Regions from separate parts of the Mus musculus genome. Here all the other regions are linked to region 3. A link is a contact called in public HiCAR-type and Micro-C data. All regions are on one chromosome and are shown on one strand. Each heading gives the region's core, a stretch centred on a gene start, on an enhancer-like site or on the middle of the called end of the contact. The rest is flanking DNA. Distances are from core to core; before and after follow the strand shown. Region 1 holds the start of Sh3gl3 (SH3-domain GRB2-like 3). Region 2 holds the start of Bnc1 (basonuclin 1). Region 3 holds the start of Cpeb1 (cytoplasmic polyadenylation element binding protein 1).

Region 1 (2,700 bases), core at 120-2,619, 720 kb after region 3:
TTGAGGCTGTGCCGTTTAAACTTCTATTGGGCACAGAGGTCAGCAGCTGAACATCTCCTACCCAGCCACAGACTAGTCCAGGACAAGGGAGACCATCTTCCCCTAAACCTTTAGTGGGGATGGGATAGCAGAGGAGACTGGGCATTTTGCTGTGGTCACCACTGTCACACCACCTACCTCTGTCTGGTGTCAGTAAGCCCTTGGCTAACTAGGACAAAGAGTGTTGAGTCACATTTAGTAACCTTGTCCCACCACTCATGCTTGTTAAGATGGCCACATCTTCTCCCATATCAGAGGCAGGGCACTGTTGACACCACACTTTCCTAGTCATTGTGAGCAAACCTAGGCATAGAGAGCTGTAGGTGTTCACCCTGTCACACTAGGGTGAAGCTCTGAGGAGTCAGGCAGGCCTGGGAGGCAGGCGCTGAGGCTTCTGGAGACATGCCAGAGCCAAATAGAAGCCCGGATACAGGTGTGAACTGCAAGTGCTCAGGACGACAGGAGTGTTGATGATCCCAGACCCGGTGACGCCGGGAAGCGTCCACAGAATGTCATTTCTTTTAGGTAGAGACTGAAAGTTGCACAGTGTTCGTGTCGGTGTGAAGCATTGCTGAAATGGATTGAAGACATTAGGAGCCACGGGGCCTTTGAAAGGTCAGATTCAGGGAAAATAGTAGACGTGTTGGTGGCACACGAATTAATGCAAAGCTCCTTTTCTGTGACTGGGTTCTGTTCAGTGAGGACCTCTAGACCCCGTGGAAAGGATCTTGTATAAAGGACTCTCCTGGAGACCAGTCTGAACAATTCTCTGGTAAGTAGTGGAACGGAAGGTCCTGTTTTTGGTATGTTGTAGACTGGCTCTTGGTGTGCCTGGTAAGAAGAGGCTCAGCTCACATAACTCTCTCCCAGGGAGCCCCAAACCGCTCCGGCAGACTGGCTAAGAACACAAGTAACTTCTCACAAGCAGGTTTCTCCGTCTAACTACAGTTCCCGGTTCCTCTAGTGTTTCTTCTCTCCTTGAGAACACATCCCAGCGTCCCTTCCTCACAACACACGTCTATCTAAAGCTCTCAGGGATGGGGTTTGGGGAGGGGAGATCTTGCTACCAGTGAGTAAAACCAGGTTTTCCACCAAGTCCCTGAAGAGCAGAGAGACCTCGCGTCCAGAACAATCACAGAGCCAGCTGTATCCCAAGTCTTCCGAAAGAAGTCCTGAGAGGCTCTCCTTATCCCAGGGACATCCCACGGCCAGCCCTTCCACTGGTCCTCTTCTTGGCTCAAGAGCTCCTGGTCGCCACGCAACAATGAAGCGTGGGCGGTCCTAGAAGCTTCATTTGCATGCTGCCGAGGCTCGACCAATGGGCTGCGTTGGGGCCTCGAAACACGGTGTTGCTATCTGCGCGAGCGCCTGTGCCAGTGTGACAGCGCCGTGGCCGTGGCCGTGGCCGTGGGGCGCGCGGGGACCGCCCGGGGTGCCCGCTCCGCTCAGCGTCCGGGCCGCGTGGCCCGGCGGAGCCCCGAGACCACCCCCGGGCGGGGCGCCGCCGCGATGTCGGTGGCTGGGCTCAAGAAGCAGTTCCACAAAGCCAGCCAGGTAGGGAGGCGCGCGCGAGGGGTTTCTGGAGGCGGCGTCCCCAAGGGGTTGCGGGCCATGGACTCGGGGTCTTCATCGGCTTCCTTCGGACTGGGTTTCTGGTCGGCTAGGAGGGCGCGGGGGGCGAGTAGCGGTCGCGCGCTCTGGGCTGCGCGTGTTGGTGCCTCCTCCCCCGAGTCTCGGGTCTCCCGCTGCGCCCTGGCGGTTGTAAATCTGAGCAGTTCGGCTGGCAAGGGATCGGAGGTGGTGGGCTTGGGGATGTGCGCCCGGAGGAGAGCTTTTGGGACCAAGACCGTGGTAGGCCTCCCTCCTGCCCCGGAATCTCTCGTCTGTCCGTTGGGACCCCCACCCCCACCCCCCGCACCCAGGACGCTCTTCTTGCGCCCTGGCTGGGACCCGGCAGTCTCTGTTTTGGCTTTCCAGGGGTTGGGGCTCATCGCTGTGGTCCTTCCCTTGCCGGCCGTCTTCACTGGGTTGGTTCGAGGTTGGCACCAGGCTCCTGCTCTCTCAAAGAGACAGTGTGATGAGGAGACCCAAAACACACACGTAAACAAACCGAGCTAGACACGCCTCCGCGGAAGAGGATGGCAGGTGATTCAGTGGGGGCTTCATGGGAAGCTTCCAGGAGGTGAAGACAGGGCATTTGGGGATTAAGCTTGAGAAAGGATTGTGTCTATGGATTGTTATAGGAAAAGGAGGGCTTTCTGAGCAGAGGAATCTGGAAACAGGGACACAGGAAAGTGTGTGTGTGTGTGTGTCACAAGCAAATTTGCTTTCTAACACTATACTCTTCACCAATGGTAGAGCCTATGTTGTAAAACCTGTTCACCAGCACCTGCGGAATTGTTGCCCTGCCCTCATTTCTTTCCCAGCCTCAGTTTTGCTGAAACCCAGGTGGACTTCATTGCATCTTAAGTCCACGTCGGTGGCGATGTCCCACTCAGGCTTTTCCTTCATATCGATCTTGAGATTGCAGCTGGCCTTAGAAAAATCTTTTTTTTTTTTCTATTCCAGGCGGAAAGACACTGCTAGTCCCTAAGTCACAGCTGGTCCACAAGGAAGCTAAGTGATGGCTGTTCTCAGCAGGGGACATAGGGCAGACAGTGA
Region 2 (2,700 bases), core at 6-2,505, 540 kb after region 3:
CTCTTTCAAGCCCCTTAAGTGTTAACAGCAGAGGCCTGGCTGTGACCAGGCGTCTGGCCCGATTTAAATGCCCTCATCTTCAGAGGTCTGCGGTGAGCCTAGCCATAAAACTAGGGGACATTACCGAACCCCAGAGTGTCTGATCTTCCCCCCCCCCCCCGCACTGCATACAACTTCACTCATACAATTAAGGCTGCTAGTTGGCATTCCATTTAACTGTCAAACTCAGGCTGGTGGCAGCCCCACAGCCACAAAGAGATGCCTTAAACGAGAAGAACATGTTTCTACACCGCATTTGAGAAAGTTTGGCTCCGAGCTATGTACTGATTGATATCAGATCTCTCTCACTTGCCTCTCCAATCTTGTCACATCTGGCTGACAAATCCCCAGGAGTTTATCCGAAGTCGTGAGGCCAGTAGGGTTAAGGGGCTCCCCTGGGGAAGCAGCGCCCGTGGACAGCGGACACCCGAAGCGGATGCTGGGGTACGCCCGGCTGGAACCCCGCTGCGGGGTGGACAGTCACTGGGCCACTAAGCACCTCACCTCTGCATTGCCAGGATCCCTTCCTGTCACTCTCAGGTAAACCATCTCCAAAGAGACTGGACCTTGGCCCTCTGGCTTCCCCATCAGCATCCGGATGCGCTCCTCCAAGTCCCTGAGCGACCGGAGGGCACGAACACCCCTCACTGTCCCACGCTCGACAAGCCAGGCGGAACGCCGGCAAACCAACGCACTCCTTCAGCGCGGTTCAACTGCGAGCATCCGTCCTCTTCAGACACGTCTAACTAAGCTGACGGTTTGCGGCGCTTTTGGTCTTTTGTCTCTTCCCTTTTAAAAAAGCAAGGATTTGTCCCTCAGGGGACCGGCGCCCCCTCCACGCCCCTCGGGCGTCTCCGCGACTCTCCTCCCGGGATGACCGAAGGTCACGGCTTGAAATACCAGACAGATGGACGTCCCTGCGCCAACAGCGGTTGGACAGGGGCTCTGGGGTGTAAGAGAAACGGGGCGCCGCTCACGGGTCACCTCGCTGCGACCGGGCACAGGCTGCGAGGAACTGCAGTTCGGCCTCCCGGGACGCACACACGGCGCCGACGACGAGCAGGTGGCCCTCGTAGGGCGGCCCCGCGCCCGTCGCCCGCGCGACCGCTTACCTCAGCCATCCTGCAGCCGCTGCGGAGCCGGCCTTCCCGGCGCGCGTCCCCTGCCCGGGCCGCTCCGCGTCCGCCCCGGCTCGGCGACCGCCGCATCCACGCTCTGGCCGTCTGGGCCACCCCCGCCCCCCCTGCGCAGGAGAAGTGGGCGGCTCCCCGCGGCGCCGGGTGACCGCGCCGGCCCTTGCGCCCCTCGTGCACCCTCGCGTCCGCCCCGCGCCCCGGGGTCCGCCCCTCCGCTCGCCCCGCCCCGCGCCCCTACTCCGGCCGCCGGGGGCTGCGGGCGACGCTCGAGGGGGTGTGGGGAGGCCACGCAGAGTCGCCTCGGTTGAGGCCAGGCCGCGGCCCCCCGCGCACAGCGGAGACCTCGGCGGCCGCGGGCGCGGAGGTGTCTGCCCCCGGCGGGCTTGAAGGCACTTGTTGAGAAGGAGACAGACGTGTCGGTGTTTGCCTCTCCCCGGCGAGGGCGAAACGCTCTCTGAAGTTCCCTGGCTCTGCTCTCTCGGGCTGATGCAGCCTCCCTCGCCTCCCCCGGAGGCGCCTCGGGTCCCGGTGTGGACCAGGCAGAAGGCTGCACTGCCCCCGCCCCCACCGGGAACTTTTTATTTCCACAGATGTGGGGACTTGGGTCGGGTCGTGGAGGCTTGATTGGGAACTCAAACACCCCGGTCTCTTGTGTGCTCTGTGTTAAAGTCCCGGTGTTACCGCTTGCCTGGGACAGGTGACTTCGCTCTCAGAGTTGGAAAGCGGGATTAGACTTAACTAGGTTCTAAGGAGACACGGAGATGAAGTGATAAATCAAACAAGAGTTTCGTCCCCTGGGAGCCGATGGGGAGGGGCTCGCCAGGAGAACCTGCTTTCCGGGGCCTGAGGACAAAGAAAAAGAATCCTTCGGCCCTAAGAACAGGGGAAGATTGTCCACAGCTGGTGTGAAACAGAACCAGGTTTTACTATATAGCTCTTGGGCAGGGCGGGACCTGAGACCTGAAGAGAGGCCAAAGTGTTTGGCTTTTTGGGTCTGTCCTTTTTAGAAGTAAGAGAGCCTAGACTTGGAGTGGCAGGTCCTGTTTCTTTTTTTTTTTTTTTTTTTTCTTTTTTTTTCCCCCAATTTGTTGCACCTGCTTCGCTGCTGGTGGGCGTCCTTGAAAAGGGAACACAGTCCTGCACAAATCAGAGATGCCGGGACAAAGAAAGAGTTGCAAACAGAAGACAGGATGCCAGTTACCCCACGTGCTGACAACAGGCTTCAGAGGGGGGAAAGGTGAGAACAGGACACATGACAGAAAAAAAAGTGTGGGCATCTGTGCTGCACGGGGTCCGGAAACTGGACACCTGGATTTCCCCCAGGTGCCTGTTCTGGGTCTACCTGGTGGTACTTTTCCTTGCAGGCATGAAGTTGCCTAGCCATTGCGATAACATTGACCTGGAGATGCGCATTAATATTGCCACATGGCAAACTTCATTATGAAGCCTTGTTTTATTAATGACCAAGCTAAACTGGTTGGTTACCTTCTGTTTGCTCTTTCCCAAACAGCTACAGTCCACCACA
Region 3 (2,700 bases), core at 92-2,591:
GCTCGTGACCGTGAGAGGCTGGAACCGCACAGCAACCCACACGGGTGGCCTGCGCTGCCCACCGAGGACGCTCTTTGCTGACATGGGTCCCCCTGCCTAGGCATGGGCCTCCCCCCACACACACCCCGTTGCGTCTAGGCCCCCAGTGAAGCAGCCTTGTCAGCCCTACCCGCCCAGCGTCCAGCCTCCGCTCCCCCAAACCAGAGGTCAGGGCTGGAGGCCACGCGAGCCCATCTGCAACCCGACACCCCCGAATTTGGACACCTGGCCTTGCTGGCTGAGAAACGCTGAGCGACACCCTCGAGGCCACATGAGTGCGTCCCGCCAGGCCGCCCGAGTGAGGCAAGCGGACGCCGCCGAGGACTAGCTGGCTTCCCGCCTGCGCCCCCTCGCGGGCTGCTCAACTCCTCCTCCCCTCCGGGCCCGCGCCCCCCAGCCCCGCGAGGCTCCCGGGGACAGCCCTCGAAGCCCGGTCACACGCACGTGCGACCTCACCTGGCCCGGTCCACCCTCGGGGCTAGGGCTCCGGGAGCAATCGAACGTGTGAAGCCACGTGACTTCCCCGGGCTTGGAAAGAGCGCGGCCCGCACGAGGGGCCCGAGACCTCGGCTTTAAAGGAGCCATGTCAGCGCCGTCGTGGCGCGTCTCCCCCTGCGCCGCCCCAGCCTGAGGGGGTCTCCGCGGCTCGCTGCTGCGCCGCCCGCAGCGAGCCGCCAGCCCCTGCCTCCTGCGGGACGCCAAGGCGACTCTCGGGGAGAGAGAGAGAAGGAAAGAGAGAGACGGGAGCCGCGGGCACCGCCGGCCAGCCGGCCGGCCGCTCGAGCTCTCCCGTGCGACGGCTGCGGAAAAAGGAAGTGTTGGCGTCCGGGCGCCCGTCCGCGCGGCCGGCTCCTGTCTGGACGTATGTTCGAGGCCACCGAGAGTTGTGCAAGTGCAGCTCCGAGGCCCCGGCGGTCGCCCCCGAAGGGCCGCGGCGCCTTTAAGCCCAAAGGCCTGAGTCACGAGGAAGCTCCCTGCCCCTCCCCGCGCGCCCCACACCGCTCCACGAGGCCCACGACCGCGGGCATGTGACCGGCGCCCCGCCCGGGACGCTAACCCGGGCGGCGGTGAGGGGGCCCTGTGAAGTGGCGAGACTGCGCGCGGACCGTTAGCCGAGGCGGCCGGCGGGGACAGCAGCCCCGCCCGGCCCGGCCCCGCCCCGCCCCGGCGGCTCTTACCAGAGAGAAAGCCATGGGGTCCGGCGTGGCCCTAAGGGACTGGCGGGCGGGCGGGCGCGCGGGCCGGCGGGTCTGTGCGGCGCGGGACGCGCACACACGTGGGCACTATTTTTGCAGCGAGCAGCGCACGACTCCGCACCCCGGCGGCTTATAAAGCTCCGCGGCGCTGGCCTGACGAGGAGCACCTGTGTCGGCCCCGCCCGGCCTCGTCCCCGCCCCCGCCCCCTGCGCTCCTTCCTGCCGTCCAGACCCGCGCTCCGCCGCCCACCCTGGGCCTGGGGGTCCGAACGGGGGGTGGGGGTTAGTTCTGAGGCTCGAGCCAAGACAGACCACCACTGCCTCCCCGGAGCCCGAGGGGGCTCAGGCCTGAGCAAGTCCCTCGCCCGGTGACCCTGACCATTTCACTCTCCCGCGGGCCTCAGTTTCCCTACAGATTTACAAGACCCTGGGATGCCCCGCTGCGCCGGTGACGTGCGCCCCCCCCCCAAAAAAACGTATAACCACGCCTCTCCTTTGCTAGTGACCTCTCGGGTGGAAGCCCCGGTGGCACCGAACCCAGCCCCTCCACCCATCCCCACCTGCAGCAGACACGCCCTCACTTCAGACCGACTGCCACTGCATCTGGAGCGAGCTGGAACCCGGAGCGCAGGCGTCAGGGGATTCGGGAAAGTTCCGAAAACAGCAGTGATCCTCTTCGGATTGCAGTTCCCCAGGGAAACCGCTCCCGACGCTCCCTCCAGAATGACAGGACGCTTTACTGACAAAATTCGGGGCAAGAGATCAGGGTGAGCGAAGCTGTTGTTCCGAGAGGCGTCATGGGCCAGCTAGGGCTGGACCAGACCGGAAGCCCAAGCGAGCGCAGAGGCGGAGATGGCATTCCGGGCTGCAGACCAGGGAAGGCGGAGAGGGAGGAATGCACTGAGAGGCTCAATCTGACTAAGACCAGCTAATGCGTGTTGGTGCCACAGGAGGGAAGCCCGAGCCCAGTTTCTGAAGGGCTTTTATTCTGCAGCTAGCTGGAAACTAGAGGAAAGGTGAACAAGCTTGGAAGTTGCCAGGTCTCTTTTAAGGTGTTGCTGGAGAGTTGGAGGTGGGAAATAAGCCACTAGGTTGGTTAAGAAAGAGAACAGAGCTTATTGAACATTTCTAAGTGTTTTATATGTTATACTTTTTATTCAGCGCGTATTATACTCAAGGTTCCTCCTGACAGGTGAAGAAGCTGTTACCAACTTGCTGGCAGGTTTGTGAGGCAGGAACGTATAAGCTTCTGCCCAGGGTATTAAGAAAGGAAGCCTACGGTCCTAGCCTAGTGTGTTTGGAGAAGGTGGGGAAGAGGACAGATGCTGGAGTTAAAGTGCAGAGGGAGCTGAATGACAGCTGGCTAGTCTCCATTCTGTGGTCGTTCCCAAGGGTTACTGAAGTCCTAAGCAGAAAGGGTGGTTACAGTATGGAGAACCCATCCCCTTAGGAGCAGCCCAACCCC

What was found. Hi-C and Micro-C count contacts between places; a contact is called where the count stands out from the background. HiCAR-type assays count read pairs that join an accessible place to other places.
Region 1: a contact with region 3 is called in a HiCAR-type map of astrocytes, with 2.7 times the contacts expected there. The contact joins the promoter of Sh3gl3 here to the promoter of Cpeb1 in region 3.
Region 2: a Micro-C map of embryonic stem cells shows a contact between it and region 3, with 2.1 times the contacts expected there. The contact joins the promoter of Bnc1 here to the promoter of Cpeb1 in region 3. A contact is called at or near these places in 2 of 484 Hi-C or Micro-C datasets (both in embryonic stem cells) and 1 of 9 other capture datasets (liver).

Annotation. Positions count from the first base shown.
Region 1 is chr7:82,173,427-82,176,126 of GRCm38.p6, forward strand. Sh3gl3 (SH3-domain GRB2-like 3) reads left to right here and starts at 1,370. Exons shown (of 9, transcript NM_017400.7): 1 at 1,370-1,593. The coding sequence starts at 1,549.
Region 2 is chr7:81,991,044-81,993,743 of GRCm38.p6, forward strand. Bnc1 (basonuclin 1) reads right to left here and starts at 1,256. Exons shown (of 5, transcript NM_007562.2): 1 at 1,152-1,256. The coding sequence starts at 1,247.
Region 3 is chr7:81,453,417-81,456,116 of GRCm38.p6, forward strand. It overlaps Cpeb1 (cytoplasmic polyadenylation element binding protein 1), which reads right to left and starts at 1,342. Exons shown (of 12, transcript NM_007755.5): 1 at 1,218-1,342. The coding sequence starts at 1,232.